Regions from separate parts of the Macaca mulatta genome. Here region 2 is linked to region 1. A link is a contact called in public Hi-C data. All regions are on one chromosome and are shown on one strand. Each heading gives the region's core, a stretch centred on a gene start, on an enhancer-like site or on the middle of the called end of the contact. The rest is flanking DNA. Distances are from core to core; before and after follow the strand shown.

Region 1 (6,768 bases), core at 2,041-4,540:
GCCCAGATCATGCCACTGCACTCCAACCTGGGCAACAAAAGTGAAATTCCATCTCAAAAAAATTGGGGGCACAGTGGCTCACACCTGGAATCCCAGCACTTTGGGAGGCCAAGACGGTTGGATAACCTGAAGTCAGGAGTTCAAGACCAGCCTGGCCAATATTGTGAAACCCCCATCTCTACTAAAAATACGAAAATTAGCCACACGTAATGGCATGCACCTGTAGTCCCAGCTACTTGGGAGGCTGAAACAGGAGAATCGCTTGAACCCAGAAGGCAGAGGTTGCAACGAGCTGAGATTGTGCCACTGCACTCCAGCTTGGGTGACAGAGCAAGACTGCGTCTCAAACAAAAACCCCCAAAACAAACAAACAAAACCCAGAAAAATGAAAGGAGGTTCCCAGGGTCACTGCTATTGCTGGCCCAAACGGAGACTGAGAATTACAGAAAGGGGCCCCTTAAGATGCTTTACTGCCATCTGCTGGAAGATTGAATAAATGTAAAAGCTACACTAAGATGCTAGTGGTGTCCGCTTAGGTGTGGGGCTTTAGTGCTGTGTACAGCCTGCCCAGCCTTACGTGTCAGCCTCGAGCGCCCCTTGTTCTTGGGGTAACAGGTCTTGAAGGCGATGGTCGTCTTCTCTCTCATAGCCAGATCCGATGCCGGTTCTTCGTGCGAGGGAATGGCCGCTGCCCCTTCAAATCTGAGTGTATCTACCTGCACCAGCTCCCAGCTAAGGCCCTGACCTCCGGTCCTCCCTGGCCTGAGAGAGTGCAACTGGCCTCTGGGAGTGAGGTGGTAACTGCAGGGGTATGGGGCAGGGGAGGCTGCTGCTCATGGCTTTTAATAAATGTTTGTGATAAATATAAAACCTATGGATGGCGTCTATGATGCGAATATGGTGCCTACTTAGCTGTGGCACCTTTGTGCTGTGTACAACCTGCCCAACCTTATATATGAGTCTTGAGTTCCTCGATTTCTGGGGCAGCTGGTGTTGAAGTTGATGGGTTTTCACTGATTTTTCTCTCTACTCCCAGGTGCTGAGTCCAACATTGTTCCTAAGGGGTGCTGAGCCAGAGGACAATGTGCTCTTCACAGACGGTGCCCTGGCCATGACCTTCTGGGGTTCAGAACTCCTGCAGGATCCCAACAGTTCTTACCACAGCCTTCTGTAACCAGGATCAACTTGAGGGAAATTGGGGTGAGGGGAAGGAGTTTCTAGGTGGTAGGTCTTTCCCTTTTTGGGTTTGGTGGGGGGGCAAAAGTAGCAAGCCCTCCACCCCCATGAACTGCAGCAGTGACACAGTTGGGGACATGGAGGACTAGGGGAGGGCTCCTGGAATGAGAAGGGTTCAAACCCTCTTGCCAGGGCCTTGGTTTTTAACTTTGTTCTTTTGTAGAATGACTCTGAAAGAAAACCAATAAAATGCACCTAAGCTATCATTGCTGGTGTCTGAAGAGTGGTCTGCTCATACCCCAGCCCCATTGCCAAGGGCAATAAGGCTGCTTCTGCATTCAATCTGTTGCAATATTACCTGTCACTTAGCTTCTGGAAAACTTCACGGTGCATTTTTGCATTATGAAAATAGTAATAACCTCATGAATCTTGTGAAAGGGACTCGGGGATCCACCAGGGTCCTTGAGCCATGTTTAGAACTTTTCCTCTCTGTTCCCTTTCAGGTGGCTAGAATACAGACCTTGGTGGGTGGGAGCCACAGCCACTCAGAGTAAAGCTGTAGGTGAGGATGCACAGGGTATTGCAGGCTGTTTAGCATTCTTGACCCTGCCCGCTATGCATCAGGTCCCACTCCTCTAACAGCTTGTCATTTGAAGACCCAAAACATCCCCTGTAAAGTTAGAGCTGCTTACCTGAAACAGAAGGTGTCTGGAAGAAACTTCTTTCTTGCTATTTTGGCATTTGCAAAGCAACCATTATCTAATAAATATCACTAGTCTTTCCTGACAGCTCCCTTGAAATCATTTTGGCTCAAATGGAGATCAGATCAAGCTCAAGATACTCCCATGGCTTTCCATACTATTCAGAGTGAAGGCCCAAGTCCTCTCTATGACCTCAGGCCTCTTAAGATCTGACCTGGTCCCCCACTGATCTCAACTCCTATTACTATCCAGCAATTGCCCTCTGCTGTAGCCATGCTTTTGCCCCAGAGCCCCTCCATCCCCGCAGGGAGGACTGAAATGGTCTTCTCACAGACTTCTATCTGGCTTGCCAACCTCATCTTCACATTCATCTTGCCTGACCACTCTATTTAAAAGCACTTTGTGCTATCTGTTGGTGCTATGTTCTTTTTGAACACTTACCACAAACACTGTTTAATTAGCTTTCCGTCTCTCCCCAGTTGTGTGACAATGAGGGCCAGGATCTTTGTTTTGTTCCCAGTATCCCCAGTCCCTAGGTGCTCAGTAAACATTTCCTGAATGATGGATGTATGTGGCAGCAGAAGCTGGGATGGAAATACAAGTTGGCCCCCAAAGCAAGGTTTAGGAGGCACTGTGGGACTCTTTTCCCTTATTTCCTACCCTTTGCAGTGATCCCACCCTTGGCTGGAAGCCTGCCTCCTCCAGTGGACTTCCTTAAACTGAACCCTAGGAAGTGGAGCCACACCTGGCCCCCTATAAACGACCCAGAGCAAGGCTACTGCTTGGTCTTTGGGAGGAAGTTCAGAAGAAAGTCTTTGGCCATATTGATGGTGTTAGGTTTTACTGTGACCTCATTCTCAGGGATGTTTGTATATCAAATACTATTTCTGGAGAGGACTGAAACCCAAATGGTGGCAGTTTTTGGCCTGTGGAAGACGTGAAGCTAAGTGGGGTGGTAAGTTGTGGTCAAATTCTATGGTGAAGTCCATAACAAGCAACATGCGGTCAGCTTAAATACAGCGCGAGTCCTCCAGTATAACAGGACCCCTGACATTCACTCTATTCCACTACTTTAGGGAGTGATGAAGAAACAGAGAGGGTTGGGGTCGGCAGCGGCAGATCCGCCCCTCCATCAGCCCCGCCCCTCCATCAGCCCCGCCCCTCCATCAGCCCCGCCCCTCCATCAGCCCCGCCCCTCCATCAGCCCCGCCCCTCCATCAGCCCCGCCCCTCCATCAGCCCCGCCCCTCCCCGCCCCTCCCCGCCCCTCCCCGCCCCTCCATCCGCCCCGCCCCGCCCTGCCCCGCCCCGCCCCACCCCGCTCCGCCCCGCCCCGCTTCGCCCCCGCCCCAGGCTCCCGGGCCCGACCCCGCCCACAAACTAACTATTTGTTTTGGTGACGCCCTGGGCCTTGGCCCCGCCCCCTACTCCGGCTGGGGTCGTGCCCGGCCCCGCCCCTTGCGACCTTCCCTCGCGCCCGCCTCAAGTTCAGGCTCCGCCCTCGGCCGCGTCTCCTTCCTTCCCTTTCCGACAGCGCGCGAACCGCTGCAGCTCCGCGCAGCCGGGCTTCTCGGGTTTCCCAACGCCGAGGAGAGCTTGTGACGGGCGCTGGAGCTGGCCCGCCGCCCGCCGCCCGCCGCCCGCCGCCCGCCGCCCGCCGCCGCCGCGTCAGGGACGGCGCTGGAGTTCCCCGTTCCCCTCAGCCTCTGAGCTGAGGCCCCACACCAGAGTAGGGGGCGGCGCGGCACCCGTGTCCCGGCATGGCGACCCCGGACGCGGGGCTCCCTGGGGCTGAGGGCTCGGAGCAGGCGCCCTGGGCGCAGCTGGAGGCCCCCGCCCGCCTCCTGCTGCAGGCGCTGCAGGCGGGGCCCGAGGGGGCGCGGCGTGGCCTGGGGGTGCTTCGGGCGCTGGGCAGGCGCGGCTGGGAGCCCTTCGACTGGGGCCGCTTGCTCGAGGCCCTGTGCCGGGAGGAGCCGGTAGTGCAGGGGCCTGACGGCCGTCTGGAACTGTAAGTCCTCGCCCGCGGCCCCTCAGCAGGTACGGGAGGCGGGGGCTGTCGGGGGATCGACGCACAGAGAGGTGAAATAAGCCCCTTCGGCGACGGCCTGCCGCGTACCCTATGAGCAGGGGCACCCTTCACTGAGCACCTGCCGTGTGCGGGACACCGAGGATCCGGGAACTCGAGGCACACGCCTTCTGTTGGCTGTAAAGTATAGTGATGATAAGTGGAGGCAAATCACTTTTGATCGCATACTGCCATCTCTAAACAATTGGACACGTACGTCCAGTATAAGTATACTTATGTATAAAGTGTACACGTGTGTTAAAATACGTACATTTTAAAGTACAAAAATAGATATTTAAAACGTGATGGTGGAATACATACCCGCTATCCTGGTGGCCCTATACTCTCTGCTTTTCAAAGCATAATGTTCACTGTAAGGGCAAGATTGTTTTCCCTAAGAATGGTAACTGTGAATCCATATCTTAGTGTTCTTGATAATTTCTGGCTCTTGGATGACATTGAACTTTGTTTTTTAACCTCTCTGTGACTGATTAAGAATTCCTACTAGGAGCAGAGGTGTCGGCCCTGCCATTTTATTTGGTTGTGTTTCTGTTATTGATATTATCTCCAATTTTTTGGCAGGCATTCTATTAAGCTACGTGCTCATTTGTGAGGACAACTTTTGTTTAAAAAAAAAAAAGATAGTACAGTATCCACAAATGCATTTAACTAGCAAAGTTAACTAAAACACACAAAAAAAGAAAAATGAGTGGGTGAGGCGCCATGTTCAGCTCCTAGTGGGGCCAGCCTTCCACTCTCTTGGATACCCCTACCCCATAATTTATGCTGGAAACCATCCAGATGCTAAATATTTCTAATGCTTACTTTTTAATGTTTTAGATAAATAGGGGAAAATGGGAGTTCCAATATTTTCTTCCTACACTCCACTTTGAATTTCTTTCAGGAGATGGGTCAGGAGAACTTGTTTGAATCCCCAAATTGGAAGCTATAGAAATGTTTGCCCAGCTATCTGGCTTATTCTGGATAGAGTAAGGGGAGGGCAGAGGCCTTAACTTGGGGCCCCTGGGTAGAAGAGTATTTCAGTACAATTGATTTCCTTTAGAATCCTAGATATTTTATCAAATGCATTTAACACTCATTCTGATCACAGGTCTCTGGCACTAAAAAAGGTTAAAATCTCCTGGAGTAGAGTCTTCTCTACCTCTCTACCCCCAAATATCCTCCCTGCCACAAATTAACCATCTTTTAAACTCAGGTTTTTTTGTTTTGTTTCTTTTTTTTTTTTTTTTGACGGAATCTTGCTCTGTTGCCCAGGCTGGAGTGCAGTGGCGCGATCTTGGCTCACTGCAACCTCCGCCTCCAGAAGAAGCAATTCTTCTGCCCTAGCCTCCTGAGTAGCTGGGACTACAGGTGCGCGCCACCATGCCCGGCTAATTTTTGTATTTTTAGCAGAGATGGGGTTTAACCATATTGGCCGGACTGGTCTGGAACTCCTGATCACCCACCTTGGCCTCCCACAGTGCTGGGATTACAGGCATGAGCCACTGCTCCTGTACCATCTTTTAAACTTTGACTCTAGTTTTTCTCTCTCACATAGTGTCTATATTCTACAAAGAAATAGTTGTCTTTTTTTTTTTCTGCCTCACAACCCAAGTGCCTCTTGACAAATGGCCCTGCAAAATTATGCATAGGGAGGAGTAAAGACATGATGGGTGGTGGGCTAAATGCTGCCGTGACTTGCCACACCAAGCCTCAGGTCATGTAGGATCTGGGTTGGTGCCTCGGCAGAATTACAGATGGTTACATTGCATCATGGGCCTTTGGAGCTCGGGGGAATAGTGTTAAATCTATTTTAAGAAAAGTTGGATGCTTGCAAGAGAGCATTGGTTCTGCTTAAACCCCTGGGGCTCCAAAACAAAAGATCCTCATCCCCCTGTCTTCCCCTTTGACTCTGTGAATACTGTTTAGAATCTGTAAAGTGATTCCTTCTGTTTCAAGTTTCATCTCTGGGAAGCCTTCTATGTCCACAGCAGCTCTTGCCGATCTCAGCACACTTATTCTCAGAGAGTTAATTCATTCAATAAATGCACAACAAGTGCCTGCTCTGGGCTGGCGCTGTGCTGAGTCCTAGGACACAGAGAAAGGAAACACTACCTTCACCTTTTAGGAACTCACAATTTGGTGAAAGGAACACAAGAGCTGGACAGATGAGTGACCCCGAGAGTTCCAGGGGATTGCTGAGGGCAGCCATAGGGCTGCAAGAGTAAGCACTGCACAGCATCCTGGAGTATTATTTTTCCCTAAAATTTGGGAAAGAACTTTTTTCTTCTTTTTGTGTAAAACAAGCATGAATCTATTATAGAGTAGGTTCCAGTATGAATTTTGAGCTGAAACAGATGACAGAGGCCAAAGAATAGGGCCTGTCATATGATACTCAATGAACACTTGTTAAACAGTTCTCGTGTTGTCTCTGTCTCCATCCACTGACTTTTTTTTTTTTTTTTTCCTTTTTTTGAGATAGTGTCTCACACTGTTGCCCAGGCTGGAGTGCAGTGGCATGATCTCGGCTCACTGCAGCCTCTGCCTCCTGGGTTCAAGCCATTCTCCTGCCTCAGTCTTCCTAGTAGCTGGAACTACAGGCACATGTCACCACGCTTGGCTAATTTTTGTACTTTTTTTAGTGAAGATGGAGTTTCACCATGTTGGCCAGGCAGGTCTCAAACTCTTAACCTAAAGTGATGTGCCCACTTCAGCCTCCCAAAATGCTGTGATTACAGGTGTGAGTCACCACACCTGGCCAACATCCACTGACTCTTACAGATTGACTGCCTGCCAGCCCCCATCTGTCCACTGCCATCTAGCCCCC
Region 2 (6,768 bases), core at 1,543-4,042, 110 kb before region 1:
CCTCGGCCTCTGAAAGTGTTGGGATTACAGGCAAGAGCCACCGTGACTGGCAGAAAATGTAGTTTATTCTTTAGGTGTAAGAGTGTGTGACTTCTTACCTGTCACAGCTGTAGGTCCTGATTATAATTTGGTTTCTTACTGCCACAGAGTGCATTCTGTTAGTCTATGATCTGCATTTTTTTGTTGTTGTTGTTTGTTTTGAGACGGAGTCTCGCTGTGTTGCCCAGGCTGGAGTGCAGTGGCACGATCTCGGCTCACTGCAAGCTCTGCCTCCTGGGTTCACGCCATTCTCCTGCTTCAGCCTCCCAAGTAGCTGGGACTACAGGCGCCTGCCACCACGCCCGGCTAATTTTTTGTATTTTTAGCAGAGATGGGGTTTCACCGAGTTAGCCAGGATGGTCTCGATCCCTGACCTTGTGATCTGCCTGCCTCGGCCTCCCGAAGTGCTGGGATTACAGGCGTGAGCCACTGCGCCCGGCCTATGATCTGTATTTTAACATTGATGCTGGTCAGATGTTGTGTCTAAACTGCAAAAGGGAGGGAGTATAACCAGGCATGTCTGACTTCCTGACCTGTCATGGTTGGAAATTCAGTTTTTAAGGTTTTTCTGGGGTCCCCTTGGCCAAGAGGGTCCATTCAATTAGGGGGCTTAGGATTTTATTTTTAGTTTACAGGGGAAATAAGCCTGATAGGGGTAGACAGATCTTCAAAGCATGAGTGTTGGCAGGAATTTAAGCAACAAAGAGATACGGTTAAAATGTCTCTTTCTCTTTCTCCCTAGAAAGCCAGAGGAATTTGTGTTTTCTCCAGAGAGGGTGGGACAGAGGAGAGAATGGTGGGGCAGGAGGGAGAGTTAGTGATTTGGGAGGAGGCTAGAGGGTGCAGGGCCAGTTAGAAAACCTCAGCTGGGGGTGTGGAAAGGACTTTTAAAAACTTCTGAGGGGTGAGTTTAAACTGTTTGCCATGTATCATATGACCTCCCCCAGGGCCCAGAGTACCCCAATGTCTTTGTACTCGTGAATGTTTTGTGTGGGAAGGGTGCGGGCAGTCTTCAGGGAGAGCTGAGTTTCCTCTCCAGACTTCTGAACTGCGGTACAGCAACAGCCTGGCAAAAGCAGAAACCCAGAGGCAGAGATATTTAGGAGAATATAAATCCCCAGATATTTGCAAAAAATATTAAGGGAGGGGCTTTAACTTTCACAGTCCATTTTTACCTCAATCTCAAAGGACAAGGAAGTTGACGTCTAAGTTACAAATATAATGCAGAAGCATTTCAAAAAGTAGGGGGAAAAAAAAGAGAAGCCGAAAGAAGGGGAAAAAAAATCACTTATCCCTGCCAGGCACGGTGGCTCACGCCTGTAATCCCAGCACTTTGGGAGGCTGAGGTGGGAGGATAACTTGAGTCCAGGAGTTCAAGACCAGCCTGGGCAACATGGCAAAACCCTGTCTCTACTAAAACTACAAAAATTAGCTGGGCGTGGCCGGGCCCGGTGGCTCACGCCTGTAATCTCAACACTTAGGGAGGCCGAGGCGGGCGAATCACGAGGTCAGGAGATCGAGACCATCCTGGCTAACATGGTGAAACCCTGTCTCTACTAAGAATACAGAAATTAGCCGGGCGTGGTGGCGGGTGCCTGTAGTTCCAGCTACTCGGGAGGCTGAGGCAGGAGAATGGCGTGAACCCGGGAGGCGGAGCTGGCAGTGAGCAGAGATGGCGCTACTGCACTCCAGCCTGGGCCACAGAGCTAGACTCCGTCTCAAAAAAAAATAATTAATTAATTAATATAAAAAAATTAGCCGGGCGGCGTGTGGCACGTGCCTGTAATCCCAGCTACTTGGGAGGTTGAGGCAGGAGAATCACTTGAACCCGGGAGGCGGAGGTTGCAGTGAGCTGAGATTGCGCAATTGCACTCCAGCAGGGGCGACAGAGTGAAACTGTCTCTCAAAAAAAAAAAAAAAAAAAAAAAAAATCACTCATCCAGATAGCTAGGGTGTGGCCTAAGGAGCTTGTGGCCTACGGAAGGTGTGGCCGAAGGAGAGGCGAGGGGTAATATTTAATGATGATGGAGAGGAGCCGTTGGTCATATACCTGAGAGTCAAGTTTTGTTCATCGCCAGATGAAAGCCAGCTTCTTCCACCAGATTGTCTCCCAGGGGCTAGGTAGCTTTCTGTGGTCATCTTAAGCGATAGGTTGGGTTAATAGGTCCCTTCCAGGTCTTCAAGACCTGGATTAAGATGTAAGAACAGAATTTTCTACAACAATAGGGAGGATGTCCCCTATTTTAGGTGAATAAGCATATTACATAAGCACATGGGAAGAAAGGTTAAGAACTCCAAGACCGTAAATTTCCAGTTGTAGAAGCCTCTTGAAGGCGGAAAGTCCTTTTTTGAAAATTACAGGCGGTATGATCTCCTCCAGTGGACCTAGCACTGGGTTAAGAGTCTCTCCAACTGCAAGTTCCGTACCTTTTCTAGGACTAAGTTTCTTCACTGTAAGATGAGGAGGTTGCACTACATGACCTCGAAATTCCCTTCCAGCTTTAAATTCCCTCTTGTGACACTTGCTGGACTTGCTCTACTGGCCCAGGCGCTCTCCCTTAGCTGCTATGTCCGCATCCCGCACCAGAGGGCGCCACAGGCGGGCCCTGGGCAGCGTGCGGTGGGCGGAGAGGCAGAATCAGGGGAGTCTCCAGAAGGCGTGATGATTGGTCGCCGCCAGGCGGAAGGGGGCGTGGAGAGGGAAGGGCCGAGCAGCGCGGTGACGTCGCGCTGGTGGGGGCGGGGCCGGGCCGCGGAGCGTGTGACGCTGCGGCAGCCGCGGACCTGGGGATTAATGGGAAAAGTTTTGGCAGGAGCGGGAGAATTCTGCGGAGCCTGTGGGACTGCGGCGGTGGCGCCGTAGGCAGCAGGGACAGGTCAGTCTGAGACGAGAGAAGCGGGCAGGCAAGTGGCGGAGGGAAGCGGCGGGCCTGGGCCGAGGCGGCCAGCGGGACTGGGGCGCAAGGCCCGGCGGCGGGGCGCGGGGTGCGAGGAGCTGCCAGGGTCCGCGGACAGCGTCGCGGCGGCTTCCTGATGCTCCGGCCCGCTCCGGTCAGCCGCCGTGCGTTGCCGTGTAGGCGCCCCGCCGCCCTTGCGCCCCCCGCCCTTGGACCCCCATAGCTGCGTGAGTGAGTCCGAAACACGGGCCTCCTTCCACCCGACTCTGTGCCCCTTCTTGGGCCTCGTGGCTCCGTCTCCTCCCACTTAGGAGAACCCTGTCTCAGGCCCGGGGGCCTCTCCCACTCCCCTCCCCTGCCTCTGATCTCTTCCTTCACCCCTTTCTGGTGTCCCCGAATCCATTGCCGTATCTACCTAGGGTCTTTTCGGGGATCTTTTCCTCTGTCCCCCTCGTTATCCTTGTCTCCTGCCTTCATCCTCCCATCCTTGTTCTCGCAGGCTTTACTGTCTTTCCCCATCCTTGTCCCCTTATCTGTGGCCTGATCCCTCCCAGTACTATAGGTCCTCATCCTCTTCCCCAGGGTGTTCCTAGGCTTTTTCCAGCTCCGGGCTTGCAGTCCCTCTCTCCCTAAGACTTTCACCTTGGCTCCCTAAGAGGCCCTGTTTTTGCTCCTCTTTCCAATTTCCTTCGTATCGGTTCCGTCCCCTACATTCCTGTCGTCTACCTCCTTTTCTCTCCCTGTTCCTTTCCCCTGCTTCAGGGAGAAGCGTTAGCTCCACACTCTACTTTCACTTGACCTGCAGTTGACAGAACCATGGGGTGGGGTGGAGGTGTTCAGACCTTGATCGAATTAGGAGGCTGATTGACTAAAGGAAATAACAGATTGTGTGGGAGAATTTACTTGGGTGTTGCATCAGAGATGATGTCCAATTTGTAGGCCATTCTTCTCATCTCAGCTTTAATACTTCCCCTTTATAGGGCTGTTGACTTCCAGGAACCCTTGGGGAGAGACGGCGCTGAGCTGGATGTGTGCCTCGGGTAGCCAGAGGCTTTGTCCAATTCTTTTCCCTTTCCAGGAACCAGGGTTTTGTGTCTTTCCACTCTGGATATATGGAATACACTTATACCGTGATACCCCAGCCTTTGTGTGCCCTCACTCCCACCCTCCACCCTGTGCTCCATCCCAGAGGGCTAAGAGAATTCTCCAGAAGCTGTGCCCCAGAAAATCCTTGTGGTCTTCAACCTTTTTTCTGTGTACTGGCTCCAGAACTTTTTTTTTCCCGTTCGAGTTTTGAAATAGATTGCTGGCCTGATAGCCCTGGGGCTGGCGGGCATCTGTCCTTTTATTATTGGTGGCTTGAAACAGCTGCTGATTTTCTCTCATATCTCTTTGACAATCTTTGGCTAACTGAATGTGCCTCTGATGTTGGTCACTGAACATGTTCTCTTGGAGTCTCTTCTCCCTCTTTTTTCTTTGTTCTTTTCTGAATCTAGGGAATCCAAATTCTCCCTCTTTTTCCCTGGGAGCTTAATTTCCTCTGTATCCAAGAGGAAGGGCAACCCCAAAGTTCTGTTCCCTTCGCACAGGCATAGTATGAGGTATCAGATTGATAACTACCTGGGCAGGTTGTGGGGCCGCAGTAGTTAGACCTTGTCAGGAACTTGAGCAGACACGTCTGCTTCCAGTCACATAGATTGTCTTTTCTGGGACTTGAGAGCCCACCACCTTACATGTGTGTCTGGATGTTTAACCTTACCAGACAGAAAATTCTCTTCATATCCTTCAGTTTGAGCTCCTTTATTTGGTGTTGGTTCTCTAAAGAAATATTCAAGAAATAACATATCCTTTGTTTCTACCCAGTCTGATCTTGGAGGATTCTGAAAGCATGACCCACTCTCATGTTTAGAGATGAAGGCTCATTGTTTCACCTGGCCCCAGGTTTCTAGGGCTCCTCTTTTCATAATTGTGCTGTCTTTGAGCCAGATTGGACACAGGAGTTGGCAACCTTTAGGAGCTGTGGTGGAGAGCCAAAGGAACCAGCTTGACCAGACTTTAAAGTTTTGTAATCCTCTTGTGCACTGTTTTCTGTGAAAGCAGTAGGATTGTGGATGGCCTGTCATTGAGCCAGTCCCCTCTCCACTGACCCCAAGACCCCCTTTGCAGCACTTGCAAGGATTTGGGCAGACTGGACCAGAGGGTTTCCATGTTCCTGTGAATAGCATCTCTCCAGGGTTTTAGTGAATCATTCTAAAGGGGTAGAGGTCAAGTGTTGGACAGATTTTTAGTCTAGTCTCTGGCTCTCAAGGACTCCTCCTTACTCTTTTGAGCAGTTTGTTACTCCTGGCCGCGCTTACCCCTTAGTAGTGCTCTCTGCTGTGGTGACAGGTGAGAGATTTGAGAACAGGTCAAGGCCAGTCCTTGTGGAGCAGCTTGGGCACCAGCAGCCCCAGCTGGATAGCTTCTTGCAGTTTGTCCACTCTCGTTTTCTGAGAAGGTAGTCATGATTGTCAATTACCAAATTCCTTCCCATTCAGTGATTTTTGCAGAGTCTGGGTCTGGATTTTGTTTCCTTCTTTCTTTTGTGACACAAGGTTTTGTTCTGTTGCCCAGACTGGAGTGCAGTGGTGCTATCATAGTGCATTGTAACCTCGAACTCCTGGGCTCGGGAATCTTCCTGCCTCAGCCTCCAGAGTAGCGGGGACTATGGGTGTACGCCACCATACTCAGCTAATTAAAAAACAATTTTTTGGTAAAGACAGGCTCTCACAATGTCTCAAACTCCTGACCTCAAGCAGTCCTCCCCACCTTGGCCTCCCAGAGCACTGAGATTACACGGACTGCTCGTTCGGCTGCCTTTCTCTGCCTCTTCATCATGGCCTTCTTGTGTAATATATGCCTTAACCCATTCAGGAAGAATTGCTCCTCCTCAGCCTTTCAACCCCACCCGTGGTCCCTTAGACCCCTTCCCTTAGGGCCTGGTAAGAGGATAGAGAGTGTAGGGTACTGGCCTAGGAAGCCATTAGGCCTCTGCTTTGGGCCTACAGCTGTCCTGACTGTTGTGCAAGATGTGTTCAGGGCCTGCGGATTCTGGCACATCCTGGAGTAGTGCAGCTCCTCTCTCTCAGGAGTTGGACCTGTCACTTTTTTTTTTTTTTTGAGACAGAGTCTCACTCTGTCGCCCAGGCTGGAGTGTAGTGGCATGATCTCGGCTCACTGCAAGCTCTGCCTCCTGGGTTCACGCCATTCTCCTGCCTCAGCCTCCCGAGTAGCTGGGACTACAGGTGCCCGCCACCACGCCCGGCTAGTTTTTTGTATTTTTTAGTAGAGACGGAGTTTCACCATGTTAGCCAGGATGGTCTCGATCTCCTGACCTTGTGATCTGCCCACCTTGGCCTCCCAACATGCTGGGATTACAGGCGTGAGCCACCGCAACCACCCTGGATCTGTCAGTTTAAGGGCTTCAGCTGTATCCTGTCCCTGAGGCCCAGCTCCCTGAGTGCTCCCTGCAGGCTGGGAAGCTGAACAGTGGTGCCTTCCTCCAGTGCCTCTGAAGGGCCTGGAAATTGCAGGACCCAGCTCCACTGCTCAGCATTGCCCATGCTGGAAACGTTCTCTTCCTCCCTATCCAGGTCTCTGTGGGCTTTGTCCATTCTGCCAGGCCCTTGCTTAGCCCTGTGCCCGACGCCATTGTCTATGCCATGTTGTCCCAGATTACCTAGTAGCTGCTTCTTGAGATGGTTTGGTGTCCCTGAGCATTTTTCTCTGCCTTTGGAGCCAGGGGGAGGGGCTGCTTGCAACAGCTGGATTCCGGGATGTCAGAGGAGCCCTT

What was found. A called contact is a pair of places that touch in the nucleus more often than the background predicts.
Region 2: a Hi-C map of liver shows a contact between it and region 1, with 13 times the contacts expected there. The contact joins the promoter of PPARD here to the promoter of FANCE in region 1. A contact is called at or near these places in 9 of 14 Hi-C or Micro-C datasets (CD4 T cells, blood, cortical neurons and 5 more).

Annotation. Positions count from the first base shown.
Region 1 is chr4:146,819,409-146,826,176 of T2T-MMU8v2.0, reverse strand. FANCE (FA complementation group E) reads left to right here and starts at 3,290. Exons shown (of 10, transcript XM_001116683.5): 1 at 3,290-3,884. The coding sequence starts at 3,637. LOC144340617 reads left to right here. Exons shown (of 7, transcript XM_078001051.1): 7 at 1,037-1,442. The coding sequence ends at 1,043.
Region 2 is chr4:146,930,798-146,937,565 of T2T-MMU8v2.0, reverse strand. It overlaps PPARD (peroxisome proliferator activated receptor delta), which reads left to right and starts at 2,792. Exons shown (of 5, transcript XM_078000255.1): 1 at 2,792-2,915.